Linked DNA regions of Mus musculus: regions 1, 2, 3 and 5 are each linked to region 4. A link is a contact called in public HiChIP or PLAC-seq and promoter capture Hi-C data. All regions are on one chromosome and are shown on one strand. Each heading gives the region's core, a stretch centred on a gene start, on an enhancer-like site or on the middle of the called end of the contact. The rest is flanking DNA. Distances are from core to core; before and after follow the strand shown. Region 1 has its middle 120 kb from the start of 4930548K13Rik. Region 2 has its middle 100 kb from the start of Gm42315. Region 3 has its middle 93 kb from the start of Gm42315. Region 4 holds the start of Epha7 (Eph receptor A7). Region 5 has its middle 130 kb from the start of Gm42315.

Evidence for each region. Promoter capture Hi-C pulls out the DNA fragments that hold promoters and counts their contacts. HiChIP or PLAC-seq counts read pairs in DNA pulled down with a chosen protein or histone mark.
Region 1: a contact with region 4 is called in a promoter capture Hi-C map of second pharyngeal arch cranial neural crest, with 4 times the contacts expected there. The contact joins the enhancer-like site here to the promoter of Epha7 in region 4. A contact is called at or near these places in 4 of 39 promoter capture datasets (the 3T3-L1 cell line, cranial neural crest, hippocampal neurons and 1 more), 3 of 484 Hi-C or Micro-C datasets (cerebral cortex and cortical neurons) and 1 of 115 datasets of contacts at active chromatin or transcription factors (embryonic forebrain).
Region 2: a promoter capture Hi-C map of cranial neural crest shows a contact between it and region 4. The contact joins the enhancer-like site here to the promoter of Epha7 in region 4. A contact is called at or near these places in 7 of 39 promoter capture datasets (the C10 cell line, cranial neural crest, embryonic stem cells and 4 more) and 4 of 115 datasets of contacts at active chromatin or transcription factors (astrocytes, embryonic forebrain, embryonic hindbrain and 1 more).
Region 3: a contact with region 4 is called in an H3K27ac HiChIP or PLAC-seq map of SST interneurons, with 21 times the contacts expected there. The contact joins the enhancer-like site here to the promoter of Epha7 in region 4. A contact is called at or near these places in 12 of 39 promoter capture datasets (the 3T3-L1 cell line, the C10 cell line, the HPC-7 cell line and 8 more), 9 of 484 Hi-C or Micro-C datasets (cerebellum, cerebral cortex, cortical neurons and 3 more) and 10 of 115 datasets of contacts at active chromatin or transcription factors (SST interneurons, astrocytes, cardiomyocytes and 7 more).
Region 5: a contact with region 4 is called in an H3K4me3 HiChIP or PLAC-seq map of embryonic limb bud, with 16 times the contacts expected there. The contact joins the enhancer-like site here to the promoter of Epha7 in region 4. A contact is called at or near these places in 6 of 39 promoter capture datasets (cranial neural crest, frontonasal cranial neural crest, hippocampal neurons and 3 more) and 6 of 115 datasets of contacts at active chromatin or transcription factors (embryonic forebrain, embryonic hindbrain, embryonic limb bud and 3 more).

What each region holds. Positions count from the first base shown.
Region 1 is chr4:26,588,453-26,591,319 of GRCm38.p6, forward strand. No RefSeq gene overlaps it. Among named protein-coding and RNA genes, the nearest start is that of 4930548K13Rik, 120 kb to the right of the region's middle. Within about 2 kb of position 1,574, at least 3 of the 459 cell types and tissues checked have an H3K27ac peak or open chromatin away from gene starts, as enhancers often do. A contact at or near this core is called in second pharyngeal arch cranial neural crest, where this site is marked.
Region 2 is chr4:31,611,369-31,614,339 of GRCm38.p6, forward strand. No RefSeq gene overlaps it. Among named protein-coding and RNA genes, the nearest start is that of Gm42315, 100 kb to the left of the region's middle. Within about 2 kb of position 1,658, at least 27 of the 459 cell types and tissues checked have an H3K27ac peak or open chromatin away from gene starts, as enhancers often do.
Region 3 is chr4:31,417,263-31,420,223 of GRCm38.p6, forward strand. No RefSeq gene overlaps it. Among named protein-coding and RNA genes, the nearest start is that of Gm42315, 93 kb to the right of the region's middle. Within about 2 kb of position 1,284, at least 15 of the 459 cell types and tissues checked have an H3K27ac peak or open chromatin away from gene starts, as enhancers often do. A contact at or near this core is called in SST interneurons and cortical neurons, where this site is marked.
Region 4 is chr4:28,811,735-28,814,493 of GRCm38.p6, forward strand. Epha7 (Eph receptor A7) reads left to right here and starts at 1,397. Exons shown (of 17, transcript NM_010141.4): 1 at 1,397-1,746. The coding sequence starts at 1,650.
Region 5 is chr4:31,637,096-31,639,888 of GRCm38.p6, forward strand. No RefSeq gene overlaps it. Among named protein-coding and RNA genes, the nearest start is that of Gm42315, 130 kb to the left of the region's middle. Within about 2 kb of position 1,451, at least 3 of the 459 cell types and tissues checked have an H3K27ac peak or open chromatin away from gene starts, as enhancers often do.

The DNA.
Region 1 (2,867 bases), core at 324-2,823, 2.2 Mb before region 4:
ATCTTGGGTATCCTAGGTTTTGGGCTAATATCCACTTATCAGTGAGTACATATTGTGTGAGTTCCTTTGTGAATGTGTTACCTCACTCAGGATGATGCCCTCCAGGTCCATCCATTTGGCTAGGAATTTCATAAATTCATTCTTTTTAATAGCTGTGTAGTACTCCATTGTGTAGATTTTTTTATCTATGCAAACAACTTAAAGGAAATCGAAGGTCATTGAAATATCTCTCTTAATATTATATGCTTGGCTTTTTAGGATGCTTCAAACTGCATCATATTTTCCTAACTGAACTTTGATGATATTGATATTTAAATTATTAACATTTCCACACAGTGTTGAATGGGACTTCACCTCTGTAGTATAAATTTTCTAAGGTCTGGGTATGTTTTACAATACAGTCTATGTATTGAAAACACAGTTCTTCTTTAGCATGGAAATAATATTAAAACTCCATTCAGCAAAATTCTTTGGTGTTCTCTGCCAGACTATCTTTAATCTGATATGTCTAGGAATAGGTGATCCAATATAGGATGCATTAGATAATTTATTTATAAAGTGAATCCAAAACATTTTAGAAAGTGATTTTTAAAAATTTAAATAGATATGTCTTGTATGACAATTATATGAACTGAGTTATTCCAAAAGAATTACTTAGGTTTCTTTGTACAGTCAGAAATATTAAATTCCTCATTGCTAGCTGTTTAGATTTTTTTCCTTAAATAAAATATAAAGTGAAATTGGCATTATACTTCATTTGTGGAAGTGTCATTCTGAGATTGTGGCAATAGAGGCCAGTAAAACACTAGGCTATGAGATTTCCCAAGAACTCAGCATGGCTTTGGCTAGGAAAATCCCCGCATTGCAAGCACATGTCTAATTCACCTTTAGTAATACATCAAAATAATTGATTCTCATAAAGAGGATGAAATGAAAGAGATTTCTAGAAAAAGAGGGGTTTGGCACCGGAACATATATGAGCTCTGAGCATATGGTTAAAATTTAAACTTACTGTTTCCAGTGAGTTTTTACTGTTTTATAATAGAGACATTGGGGAAATACATATTTTAAAATTTACCTCCCAATCTTTCACTGTAGCCTTTGAATATTAGTAGTAATGAATCTAGTCACCTCCCATGAATCCATTTTATAGCCACATGATGAAATGTGTGCAGCTCATTTACTCTGTGATTTTATGAGGCTGAGTATAATCAATTAGAGGAGGAGCCTGTGCACACTTCACGAACACTTTTTTACTACTCTAAAGAGCTGCCTCCCTGAGAATAATTTTGATTAAACCTCTTTGGTGTTTTAGGCAGATGAAGAATCAAAAGAATCTTGGTATGGACCTTTTCCCAACATAATTCCTAACAGCATAATACAGATCTATTTAATTTTGATGAAATAAATAATGCCAAAATATTTAAGACTAGTTAATTAAGTCATCTTTGGAAATTGTGAGTCTATTTTTATCTCAAACATTTTAGCTGGATCAGTGAAACACATAATGTCTGGGTTAAATATCTTAGGTAACAATGCTTCAGAAAAATCTGTTCAACACATGTAAGATCTCCTTGCAAGGGCAACAAGGATTGACAGGGTCTCACCTCCAAAATGGAGCTCTTATGTGCTGACCACACACATTAAAGGACTGATGTTTTCCATCTTTCTGCCAAATCTAACATAATGTAATAAAGTTCTTACACCTTCATTTTTTCAGATTATTTCATGCCAGAATAGGAACGAGGGGATAAGAATCATAATGCACAATCTGACAACGTTTGGAGCTGGAAATGGCACGCTGCTTACTCTTTATCAGTTAGTACAATAAAGCCTTGTTCCTTTCAGATTATGTGAGTTTTGTTAGCGGTAAGTGGTGAACATTCTCTAGCATATATGACAACATATATGTCAGAATGAAAAGAAGGCAGAATTTGGATCATAATGAATTCATTTGAACATATTGACTGTATAATATATTATTTAAAACATAAAAATATCTACTTGCAATAAAACAGTAAACTAGTGGACATGGAGACTGCTTTAGTAACATGCAATGCAAATATCACCATGATGTAGATGGTTCACCCCAATTGGAACTAAATGTTATCTACTTCTAGTAAATTTCTATTTATCTAATTATTCATTAGATTATGAAGTTATTTTTAGATAAAAATAAACTCTTAAAAGATGATGTTATAAAATTCATTCAAGGCATTGTATGTTCCTTTTGACACTTGACAGTTACTCTGAATGTGAAACCTCAGTCATCGAAGACTGTCTAAAGCTCGGAGGTCGAAGATGTGGATCAACACATTATACTGTTCATGATGTTGTTTATTAGTGATAAATAGAGAGCATTTATGATAAAAAGTGAAGCACTAAATTGACTTCACTTTAGTAACAAGGAAAACAGTTTACATATTTCAGGACACAAAAAAGAAATAAGATTTAAATAGGTTTTCACAGAAGTTAGAATAAAATTCATTCATAGAAAGTGATGAAATTAAGTCTGTGTCAATTCATAAGCATATTTATTTACTTGTAAATTGAACAAGACTTCGAGAAATGGAATAGAAATCTCTGGCTTTTATAAAATGTGGTTTTCATTTTCATTGAATTTTTTATTCCTTAAGTCTTTTTTTCTGAATATAAGGTCCTATACACAAAGATAGTATAGGATAGTGAATTTTTCATTTATTTATCCCATAAAGTAGGTTTTTAGCATTTACAATAGTTATAAATACACAAACATAAAACATATATATCCTATACAGCAGATATAAACATTGAAATAGTCAGTACTGATTTATTGTTCCTACAGATTATCTTAAATTCAAAAAACAATACTTCCTGGTATATTCTTT
Region 2 (2,971 bases), core at 408-2,907, 2.8 Mb after region 4:
TACACACTGCAGAAATCACCTATAATAAAGGCACACTGTGAACATCAAGTTAGGAAACATGATGTGAAAATATATTGTGAATTACAAACTGCACACAAACACAGCACGGTTGCTACCACTGAGATGTGTGGACACTGCTTCTGACTAAATGGAAACACAGTGCAGATGCCTGGCATCAAATCAAGACCACTTGGAGACCAAGGAATCAAAATAGTGTGTGCACAAGTTTTGGGGGCATCCCTGAAAGGACGTGAAAGCTTCGCTACCGGCCGAGAAGCCTGTCGCTAGGGAGAGCTTACTCAGTAGAGCAATATAGCTTTATGCAAGACACAGATTCAGCAAGGAGCTTTACTCCTCCCTGCGACTTGTCAAGGATAGAAGTTGCAAGAATACTGGATGGAGTGTTTCAACTAATCAAATGAAACAGATTTTGACATTTTGTATCATAGACCCACACCTAAGTCCAAGCCAATATAAGGAGTTGCCTGGGTTCAAGTCCCTTCAAAGGGAATGTTTTAATGTGTAGAAGCTTGTATTGTTTAATCAACCTTTAGTGTGGCTTTTGGCTGACTTCCCAAGTTAGTAAGAACCCGGATCAGTTTAGCACCTATAATACACAATCTTATGACATTCATTATAAAGGACATTAGGAAACAGTCAAAACAATATACCCTAAAAGTGCAGAGGGGTAGGTAGAAATTATCTATAGCTCAGGTTACTGGGTATCCCACTAAGAACCCCCAGCACAAAGAAAAAGGAAATATCAAGATCCAATTCTTCTAACCCAGCCAGAAGAAAAAGGAAAAAGTTTTGACTTAAAGGCTATGTCACTGTTAAGACCAGCTCCTTTACTGTTTGCCTTTTCTTAAGGTTAATACACACAACCCTGGGGAAAGAAATCATTAAGCTGGTACTGGGGATCTGCTGAGACCAAAATATGCCTGAGAAACATCTGCATACCAATAAGCCGGTTGCCATCCAGCGCAGGACGATGGGACTCATTAGAACAGCAAACCTGCTGAACTCTGGCCATCTCCACTCATATTAAGAGGATGTCTCTTTTACCCTTTATGGCAACTGGATTTTTCCTCCGCTGTTGATGAGAAGAATCTCTGTCTTTATTGAGTGGATATTTCCCTCAAGTGTTGCTCTCCTTAATGGCAATTTTACCCTATTATGTGTATTTCCCAGGGAGCCCAAGAATGTTAATGAATGTCAAGCCCACATCTCTCTCAGTGGCTGGATTTCCAAATGTGGCTGGAGCGGTGGCCTGCTGCACGCGCACATGCTAATCAGGCTCCATCTGCACAGGAGGCTGCTTGCAGAAACAGACAATTATTTTGCTCCGTGCAGGGCTGCTTGGGGAGGGAGAGGAGCTGCAGAGAAGTAAATTCCCAGGGCTTAGGATGATTAGGGGCCCCCCAAAGAACACTTAAGTCTTTGAAATAAATACCTAAAAAAAAGTTTCTGCAGAGCATGAAAAGAAACTCTTGGTCTTTGGGCACCTTCGCCACTTATTTCAAAGCCTTTTCCATCAGAGGGAGAAAAAGCTCTCTGGCTGATTCAGGGAGAAGGGCTGAAGCTAGGGGAGGGCTCCCACAGTGTGCTCAGTAGTTGGTGTGTAAGCTTGATGGAGAAGCGCTGAACAGGAGGCCACAGACAAGCAGCACAGCAGACCCTGGAGACTGGGAAATATTAATATCTCACCTACAGAGTAATCACTTCTTTGTTGTAGTGCGCCTGAGAGAAGGAGTCACAAATGAATTACTGATCATCATAGGAATGTTGAATTTACAAACTACCACTGGTACTCTCTGGTGGCTCCAGTTACACAGGAGGACAAATTTACGGGTCTTCAGGCACTGAGAAATTCTAAGCCAAGTAAGTCTGACAGAAGTTGAGCAAAACAGCAGACGACTATGTGTCTCATGTTTCAGCTCTGCCTTGAAATGCTTAGCGGGGAGAGGGACATGCCACTAGCTAGAAGGGAACATGCAGGTGAGGTGAAACGGCCTAGGTCACCATGTATGACTTCAACAGAATGGAACAACTGCCACACCGTCCCAAGCCTCAGAAGTTTCTAACATTCTTTCATGGGTCTGAAGAAAGTGCAAGACAAGGCGAGACTGGAAGGGAGTTTGCTGGGACTTAACATTTGGAAAGGCCTCAGCTTGTTCTCAAATGAGAGAATCCCCGGAGAGAGGGGGGTTTGCTGTGGTTAGTGAGGTGGTTAGTGAGGTGTCTGGAACAGTTAACTCAGGGTGGGGCAGATAATGAGCTGACTAGGGCCTGGAGTTTCCAAGGCACCCCAGGAATAGAGCCAAGACCCCAGTCTCACCATCACCACCCCTGCAAGGCTCACCAGTTGCTGTTATACTGACAGGGACTGGGATCCCAGTCTGCTCCAGTCACAAGTGCATTCCCAGGGGTTGCCCTGGGCCGAAGGAGCCAACACACGCAGGCACTCTGTACACTTTCTTTCAAGAATGGTTGAAATGTCTGGTTGGAGAAGAGATCAGAGAAGGTCTCTTACAAAGATGGGCACTTGACACTCCCAGAGGCTCAGTTGTGAAACTTGCTCTGTCTTGAAGGCTCCTGGCCACTCAGTAAAGTGATGAAGCCTGCAGAGGAGTGTTAACACTGCCTTGTGATGAATGAGTAGACAAAAGTCCGTGTCTGGAAAATAGCACATTCCTATAACCTGTATCCCATTCTCCAGCCTAGAGGTGACTAGAAAAAGAAATAAGCTGAGGTGGGGATTTGTCCTCAAAGACACTGACCAAAAAAAAAAAAAAAAAAAAAATCAATCTGTCTCCACATAGAAATGTATTGTTCAAATGCACAGCCTGGGGATGAGACAAACCAGTCTCAGATATGTGGGAAGGGACATAATGGCTCCAGCAAGGCCCCGTGCATCCTGCACAGGAGGGCACTTGTATTTGAAGTTCATTCTTGAAAGAAAGTGTACAGA
Region 3 (2,961 bases), core at 34-2,533, 2.6 Mb after region 4:
GATTGGCATACACAGTCAAAGGAGGCAGAGTTACGCAGCAGATGAGATTCATCCACTCCACTCCACTCCACTCTTGACAGAGGCCAGCTTTTCAGCCTCCTCTGCAGGCTGTAGCACCCCCACCCCCTGCATTTCCTAATTTTCCTCCTCAACAAAATTGGCTGCTAGTTATGAAGCACATTCCATGAAGAATTTGTGGTCGGCGCTTCCTAGCATATAGTCAACATTCAGAAAGTGCTCGCTGAGTGACTTTTAAATGCTAAGGCACTGTCATTCTCAGATGGACCTTGCTGATTTTCTTAAACCAAAAACTGTCTTGGAACTTTCACATTGTTCCTTGCATAGTGGAAATATTAACTTGAAAGTCAGGTGTAGGTTACAGAACTAACCTCATCTGCCTGTGTTCAAGTCAGGTGTAACTCTGAGGGGGGTTGCTGTGCACTATGAACAGAGAGAGTAGGGAATGGAAGCTGTTTCTGGGTCCAGAGTGAGGAAAGGGAGGCAGCTCAATACTTCATGTGGAATAGGAGCGCCACAGCACAGCATCCTGGCAGAAGCTGGGAGCCTGTTCAGCATGGAACATCTGCCAGTTGTTTCTAAGGATGGAGAATCACTCTTCCAATGAGAAAACAGCAATGAAGGATCATCTCAGAGTGGGAATAAAACTGAGTTTTCACAGTGCCAGTCTTTTTTTTTTTAACATCTCCTTACCACTTGCAGGGATGTGCAGTGCAAAGAAGAATCAGGAGTGTAGCTCCTCGGAATTAAAAACATATTGGGGGAAATGGTTCCATTCAGCATGTGCCTGGTTTAAAATACGGAAGCTTTATTAGCTTGAACCATGAACGATTGCCAGATTTCTAATTTAAAAATGGCCAAATAGACTCAGTTTCGTTTGATCCAGCCCAAAAGAATATGTCATCACAATCAATGGAAGTCGCCATTACAAGATGCATTTGGTTCCTGAAATGGTATCCCGTGGTCACACAGCTGGTTGCTTACTATGGTTCTGGTCAACTAGGCTGCAAGTGCCTCCCCCAGAGAGCTTGCTACTGAGAAAACAAGGGGACTTACCATGCAGTGGTGTGTTGGCATTGTGCTGGAAACAGCTCTTGTTCAATGTGGAAGCATCACCTCTTACTTCTTGCCTAACTCAGGAGGGAGTTGCCTCGACTCGGACTCCCCACCCTTTCAGGTGCTAGTGAGGCAATGATCTCAAGGCAGGAACCTGAAGGCAGGAACTGAAGTCTGCCGTGGAGGAATGCTGCTTGCTGGCTCGCTCCCAAGGGCTTGCTCAACCTGCTTTCTTCTACATCCCAGGATCGTGGCACTGCCCACAGTGGGCTGAACCCTCTGCATCCATCACCAGACAGACAGACTTACCCACGGGTCAATTCCTTAACTGCGGTTGGCCCTTCCTAGGTGACTCTAATCTAGATCAAGTGAACCAACACTAACCTGCTTAGGCACTAAGCCCGCTAATTATTATAGCACAGTAAAGACTGAGGGACATCCCTTCAGGAAAGGCATAATGTCATGCCAGGAGTGAGCAAGGCTGAGGTATGCAGGGACCCAAAGTGCAGGCAGTTCAGGAATTAAGGAAAGCACTGGCAACAAGATTTCATAGTTAGTGTGGAAAACATTAAGTTGTCTCTTAGCAAGAGATAAATGAAATATGAAAAATAAAATTACAAGTGATAAAAGCTAACACTTATTGGGGAATTAAGCTCTCCCTAGTTTTTGGCTAAACACTTCCAGCTACTACTACTGCTGCTGCTACCACTACCACTGTTCACACACACACACACACACACACACACACACACACACACACACACACAAAACTTTTAAGGTGGTATTTAACATTTAACAAACTAATAAAAAAATAAAAAATGGGATTAGTAAGATCCCATTATCTGTACATTTAGCAAATGTATCTAGTTCAAAACCAGTCTACTTGCTCTTTGCTGAGGAGCTAAAGTTAATATTCAGGTGTCATCACTCTGACTCCCATCCTGACAGCATGGCCCTTCTCCACACGCTTTTCAGTCCAAATCCCTACTTCCCAGAGCCAGGTGGGGGTGGGGTGGGGCACCTACTCTTTTTAACCAGTCCCCACCCAAACCAAGAAATTTTTAGAAACGTGAGAGCATCCTTCAGAGAACAAAGGATGTAGCGCCACCTAGTGGACAAACGTTACCCTCTCCCTCAAATAAAAACAACCAAAGGACAAATCCCAAAACCAGCACAGGCAGCTGGAGAAGAGGAGCAGTCAGGGAGCGCAGCTGTATTCCTCTTCTGCCAAATTCCTATGCTGTGAGCTACATGTACAACGACCCATTTTAGAGGGGCACAGGACCTCAGTCACCTAGTCACAGCAATCTGTGTCCCTGGGCATTGCTTCTGAATCAGAAACTGCAGTAGAATGTCCTGACTTCCCTGCAAGTATCCTTGCTACTGTAGTAGCAAGGATAAATAAGTGTTTCGCCTGCACATCTGAAATCTTAACTGCTTAACTGCAATGCACCTAGCCAGGCTTTGCTGGGCCAGAGACACCTTTCATCCTCTGAATATGCTAGGAAAACCACAGTAGGGGCAGGATGCACGGGAAAACAAAGCAATTGCTTTTGTGTGATGGCAAAAAGCTTGCCCCATGACAAGATTTTTGACATGATTTTAGAACCCGATCCAGAATGGGAGAGCAGCTGCACCCACCACCTGTGTGTTGGGGGGGGGGGGGGGCGGTGAGGACCTAGCAAGGGAAAAGTCAACTGCCTGTTGCCCCATGACCAGCCCCAGGCAAAACACTTCGTCCTTCTCTCTCGGGCTCTTGTAGCAGCTGCGTTTTCAGGGTAAAAAAAAAAAAAAAAAATGCAGATTTATATCTATCACAGTTACCACCAAAGATCAGTCAGTGTTCCTTCAAGGCCAGAACACACTGGGCGAAAAGCCCCACAGCTT
Region 4 (2,759 bases), core at 147-2,646:
CATATCAGAGAGAAACCAGCACACATTTCCAGAGGTCAACCAGGAAGTCCGAGGTTGAACTTTTTGTCCATCAGAAATAAAGGCTGATCATCAATGAGTGTTTATTTTTCTTTCCTTTTCTTTAAAAATATAGAACAATAAAAGGAAAATCCATCTTAAAATATGACGTACTTATCTACTCAGTGTGACCCTTGACATAGATGATTTGGCCATTACATTTTTAAGATTTTCATTTTACAATGTCAACCACCTCTTGCTTGCAAAGTGTGCAAAACTGCCTAATGGAAAACAGATTTCTCCACACACTTTTTTCTTGTAGCTAGGATTGGGTGAATTCAAGTGGAAATGTTGGTTACATTTTTAGTCTTAGCTTTTTTTAGAAAGATAATTACAGAATAATTATGGACTAACTACAGAAAATAGTAAATGTTTGCCCAAGTAGAAGGAATGGCTATGTGAATTTAGTACCTGGCGGCTTTCTTTAGAACTGAATGTTATTTACACAGCGAAATGGGAAACAATTCAAGTAGAGCAACCTATGAAAGACCCCAGAAAATGAGAAGCATGTAAGTAAAAACGACAAGAAACGTTTTCTAAGGTCCTATTTTGCCTGAGAAGAAACTGAAGATAGAAGGAGAGAAGAGGCGAGCATAAAACAAAAGACTTCCTTTCTCCAGCCCCACTTTCCCTGTTTCTTTTGTCATAGGTTGTTGTGAACTCAGGCAAACATTGAAAGGTTTTCTTTTGGGGGGCGGGGGGCACTTTTGATTAATTTTATTTTTCCAGAGATAGGGGAGTAGTAGTTAAACATGCCTCTCGAGTTACAGAACAGAAGTTCAAACTTTTGAAAACAAAAGAGAGGAAAAGAAAAGAAAGAAAGAAAAAAGGCAGAAAACCAAAGTTATCCGACCTGCTGAGGCTGCTAACAAAAAAGTAAAAGGCGTTCTAAAAGCATAGCTCAGTTTCACTGTCCGGGTCGGGGTCGGTGATTGGTAGTTGAGGGAAGGCTTGTTTCGCCTATGCCGTCTAGAAGACGTTGAGCAGCACTGCTATATACAGGAGTGTAAGACGGGAGAGTTATTCTCGGGTTTATTCAGCTCAGTGAAGCTGCAGTAGCTAAAAGCCAAGTGCTCCCGACTGCACGCCGCTGGCCTAACGCGGCTCGTCCCCGCTTTCCCGGCAACCGATCTGGGAGGGAATCCTGGACTCGCAACCCGACTCCGCTCGGCGTTGATTGGCTCCTGCTCAGGACCCCGCCTCCAAGGTAGAGGCGGCCACTTCGTAGGGACCCGCCCCCCGGCCGTGGGAATCGCCGCCTAGCAGGCGGGCTGCGGCTGCCACTCAGTCGGAGTGGCGGAGGCTCTGGGTTCGTAGCCCCGCCTCCTCCCCCCTAATTGATATTATTGGAGTGTGGAGCAAGCGGCCGGTCTGCAGTCGGAGACTTGCAGGCAGCAAACACGGTGCGAACGAACCGGAGGGGGGAGAGAGAAATCAAACAGCTAAGCGTGGAGCAGACGGCCTGGGACCCAGAAGGGGATCGATGCGAGGAGCGCAATAATAACAACAATAATAACCCACTTCGGAGCAAACAGCATCTAAAGAGCTGCGACCCAACTGCAGCCTAAAAAAATCAAACCTGCTCATGCACCATGGTTGTTCAAACTCGGTTCCCTTCGTGGATTATTTTGTGTTACATCTGGCTGCTTGGCTTTGCACACACGGGGGAGGCGCAGGCTGCGAAGGAAGGTAAGGCCAGAGGAAAGCAAAGTTTGTTCTGACTTATTTATTTCGCTGTCTACCTGCACGAGCCGACGGGTCCGCGGCGCTGGCCGCCGCGCCTCCGGCGCCGGGCGACCCTCCCTCGACCCCCCGCCCCCTCCCCGCCCTCAGTTCCAATCGACCAGAGGCGACCGGCCGGGACTAGTCGGGGCCCCGGAGCTCCAAGGGGTGGCCGGGGACTGGCGCGCGCTCTGCAGCCGGGCAGCTCGGGGGGCCATGGTGGCGAGGCTGAAGGGCGAGCGAGCTCCTTTGCATCCGGCATCTCGGGTCTTCAGCTCCAACCGCCGCGTTTGCTCCTTCTCTTGCGGTCGGCCTGCCGTGGACGCCACAGTGAGAGTTGGTTCGAAACCTGGGGAGTGGAGCTCCGCGTCGCCCCCAGCCTCCCCGGAGGAGCCGAGACTTCCGTGGCTGCGAGCGCTCGGGCTCCCGCCGACTCGCTCACTGCGGCGGCGGCGGCGGCGGCGGCGGCAGCGGCGCGGGCCTGCGGTGGGCGCTCGGCTGCCGCTCGAAACAATGCGGCCGCGAGGGGAGGCAGCGCGCGGGGCTCGGGCTCGACCCGCCGCCGGGAGGACTGGCCGCAGCCGGCAGTTTGCACGGAGAGGCCACCGAGTGAGAAGTCTCCCGTCACTTGGCCCAGGTCCGGTACTCCGGGAGTCCAAGTAGCCAGTCCTGGCCTCTGGGGACGAGTTCTGGTACGCGAGGGGAGGCTTCTTTTGACCACAGGATACGCCTGTACGTGGGTATTTTTCCCTGCGTCTCCTTTGAACCATTGGCAAAAGGTAAAATACCTTTTGGTGCCTGTAGTTGGAGCTGGGGAAAAATAAATCCTGTCAAAGGAAGTGTCTTGCTGCTAAGCAGTGTCACAATACCGGTACCTCATCTGACAAGCTTGCGTTTCTAAGGTTGATTTCTTGGATACTTTAGAAGCCTGTTCGGGGGTGTGGAGGGCGAGAGATCTGTTAGATTTAGGTCATAGCAGT
Region 5 (2,793 bases), core at 201-2,700, 2.8 Mb after region 4:
AGACTGTTTCTGCTTATTCATGTCTCTCACCTCAAAAATATATTTGTTAACCTTCATCCCAACCTTTCTCTGCAAGGACTAGACTGGTCTATTCATCCAGGAGCAATTGGCAAGGTGGCTAGATAAGTGAGTGTCTCCATCCACCGTGCTCTCCTATGAATGCCTCTTATCAACATCAGGAGCCCTTCAAAAAAAAAAAAGGCAGCTTACAGACTTAATGGCAGGAGCCCAGTGAATGGCTAATATCACCATTTATTCTCTGGAGGGGATTAAGGACAGCACAATAGCATTCCATCTAGAGCTCTGCAGTATATAGTATCACCTTTCCAAAATACACTTTTAAGCTACAGAGAAAAATAACAAGGTTTCTGAACAACCAAAATATCTAATAAAGCCCAGGCTCCAAGGCTGAGACCCTTGATTCATCTGAAGACCACCCTCAAGGACTCATCGCCAGCCCTTTATGCACAGTTTCCACATTGCCCTGAAAGGTGGGAAGCTTATTTCTAATGCCATTGCTAGTGAGAAAGACCATATTTGAAGGAGGGGCCATAGCTTACCTTAGGCAGGAAAATATACAGTAATGAAAAGTTACAGGACCAAGTGTAAAGGGAGAGTCAGTTGTGGATCTCACACAGTGAGCTGGATAGGGCATGGGACTTATGGCTGCCAGAGTTCTGTCATAGCCAAGCATGCCTTAGCTATGAATGGAGACATTTTGGCAACGTGGACCTGATAAGCAGAGGAGAAAAAGCTGGAACAGTGATAGCCGGAGATCAATAGAGCTTTAATCTTCTGGAAATGAATATGCCCTGTGTTTCATAGACCCTGAGGACATACTCCAGACTTGCTCTCTCTGAGCCTCAGTCTGGGCCACTATCTTCACAGCTGACTACCACCTCCAGAGGTAGGAAAAAAAATTCTCTAGGGCCTCCCTTGTGTGTGTACACTTTGGCCTGCTAGAGTTTGGCAACAACAAATACAGAACACCATGATTTCTGCCCATGGTACAACTACCTCTTCAAACTCCACCAGTCCTAACTAGGAACCCACTGCAAGCCAAAGACTGTTCCTTCCAGGAGCCATCCTGTGGTAACAGTATTGGATCCTCCCTGGAGCCTATGGAGTGACATCGCTGCCCCCATTTTATCGGAAACACTAACATTCAGCAAGCAACTGCAGATGTAAAGCTGACAATCAGGTCTGTTGGCGTGAAAACCGTGCCTGGTACATCATTACTGCACCAGAGTATAGGCAGACACAGTGCCAGTTTGCTTCAAGAACTGCCACGTACACTGTATGTCACACTCTTCCAACTCAGACCCCATTTTATATTTTGTTTGGTTTCGATCAGAGCCAATGCTGTGTTTCTGGATATTTCCCAGAGCTCTGTTGCTAATGAAAATGTCCCAAGTCCAAGCAACTAAGACACAGGTGTTCAGGGTTAAGGGTGAAGAAAAGTGACTCAGTACTTCTGAACTGGACTGACGTGGCTCTCAGCTGCACTTAGCAAAGCCAGTCTTCGGCCAAGTCTCATTTCTGGTGAGGCTCTGCTAGAACTTGAATGCGGAATGCCCTCTAAAGGCCAACACATGGTGCCCAGACGGGGACGCTATAGAGGAGAAGAGGCTTTAAGACACAGAACTTCATAGGAAGTCTGTGTGTGCCCATGGAGGGGATGTTGGGATGCCCACCACTTCCTGACCACTCTGAGGTGATTGTGTTCTGCCCTGTGCTTAGAGGACAGCATGGTACCTCAGCACAGGCCACACAGTCAAGTCATCCTGGACGGGAACCAATAAGCTTATGAATCCCACTTGCCCCTTTGGAAGTTGATCATGTTCAGTATTTTGTTGCAGCAAAAGAAGGCTAAGTAACAGGGATTATTCTCCAATGCTCTCTCCATGACTTATCCTAGATGAGAAGGAGGCATAGGATGTGAGTTGCCAACCTTGACTGATGTGATGATGCTTCATTTGCTCACTGGAGCCTACCTTTGTTTGTATGCTAATCAAGGCCAACGGTAGTAAAGCCATGCATAGTCACAGCGCTGCACTGTAATAACTTCCCCTTCCCTACCTGCAGTTGGGGAGTTTTTCTAAAGCATTTGAATGAATGATGTCAGTTTTTGAAGATGTTGTAAGGACTATGAGAGAGGCAGAAGGAAGGAAGGTGGGAGGGACCTGACTATACAGGAATCTTAATAGATTCCCATGAGTGGAGCACATATCCACAGTTGAGCATTTCTCATATGCCACTCTAGAAATTACATCCTTGGGGATAACCCAGTTGGGCATTGTCTGCATTTCCTCCTCTGCTCTTTTATCTTCTTCCACTGTAATGGATAATGCCTTCAGCCTCCTGCAAGGTTTACTCGGCTTAAAGCTCCAATTATTCACATGCTTGTAGAACAGCTGTTTTCTTCACCGTCTGGCCTTAAATCATACATTTGAAATATTTCTAAAGTTCCAGCATGAAGTGGTTATAGATTCACCTTCTTAAGTTGCATGCCAGAAATCATGTATGCTTGTTACCATATTCCTGAGGGATATGGTATTCTCAGGAAGGACGACTTCCCTAAGGTTGGTCACAGAAGAATGAAGAAAATGACGGGTGCCATAGAACAGATACTATTTTCAATTGCAAGGGAAACAGAAGGACAGGCCATGCAATTTTTAAGCCATCACATCAAACCTACCTAGAGTGCTTCCTGACCCATCGACTTGCACATGAATGATAACCAATGCTCCCTTTTGAGCTTAGTGATCACGAGTCTGAAAGAGACAGAGGAAT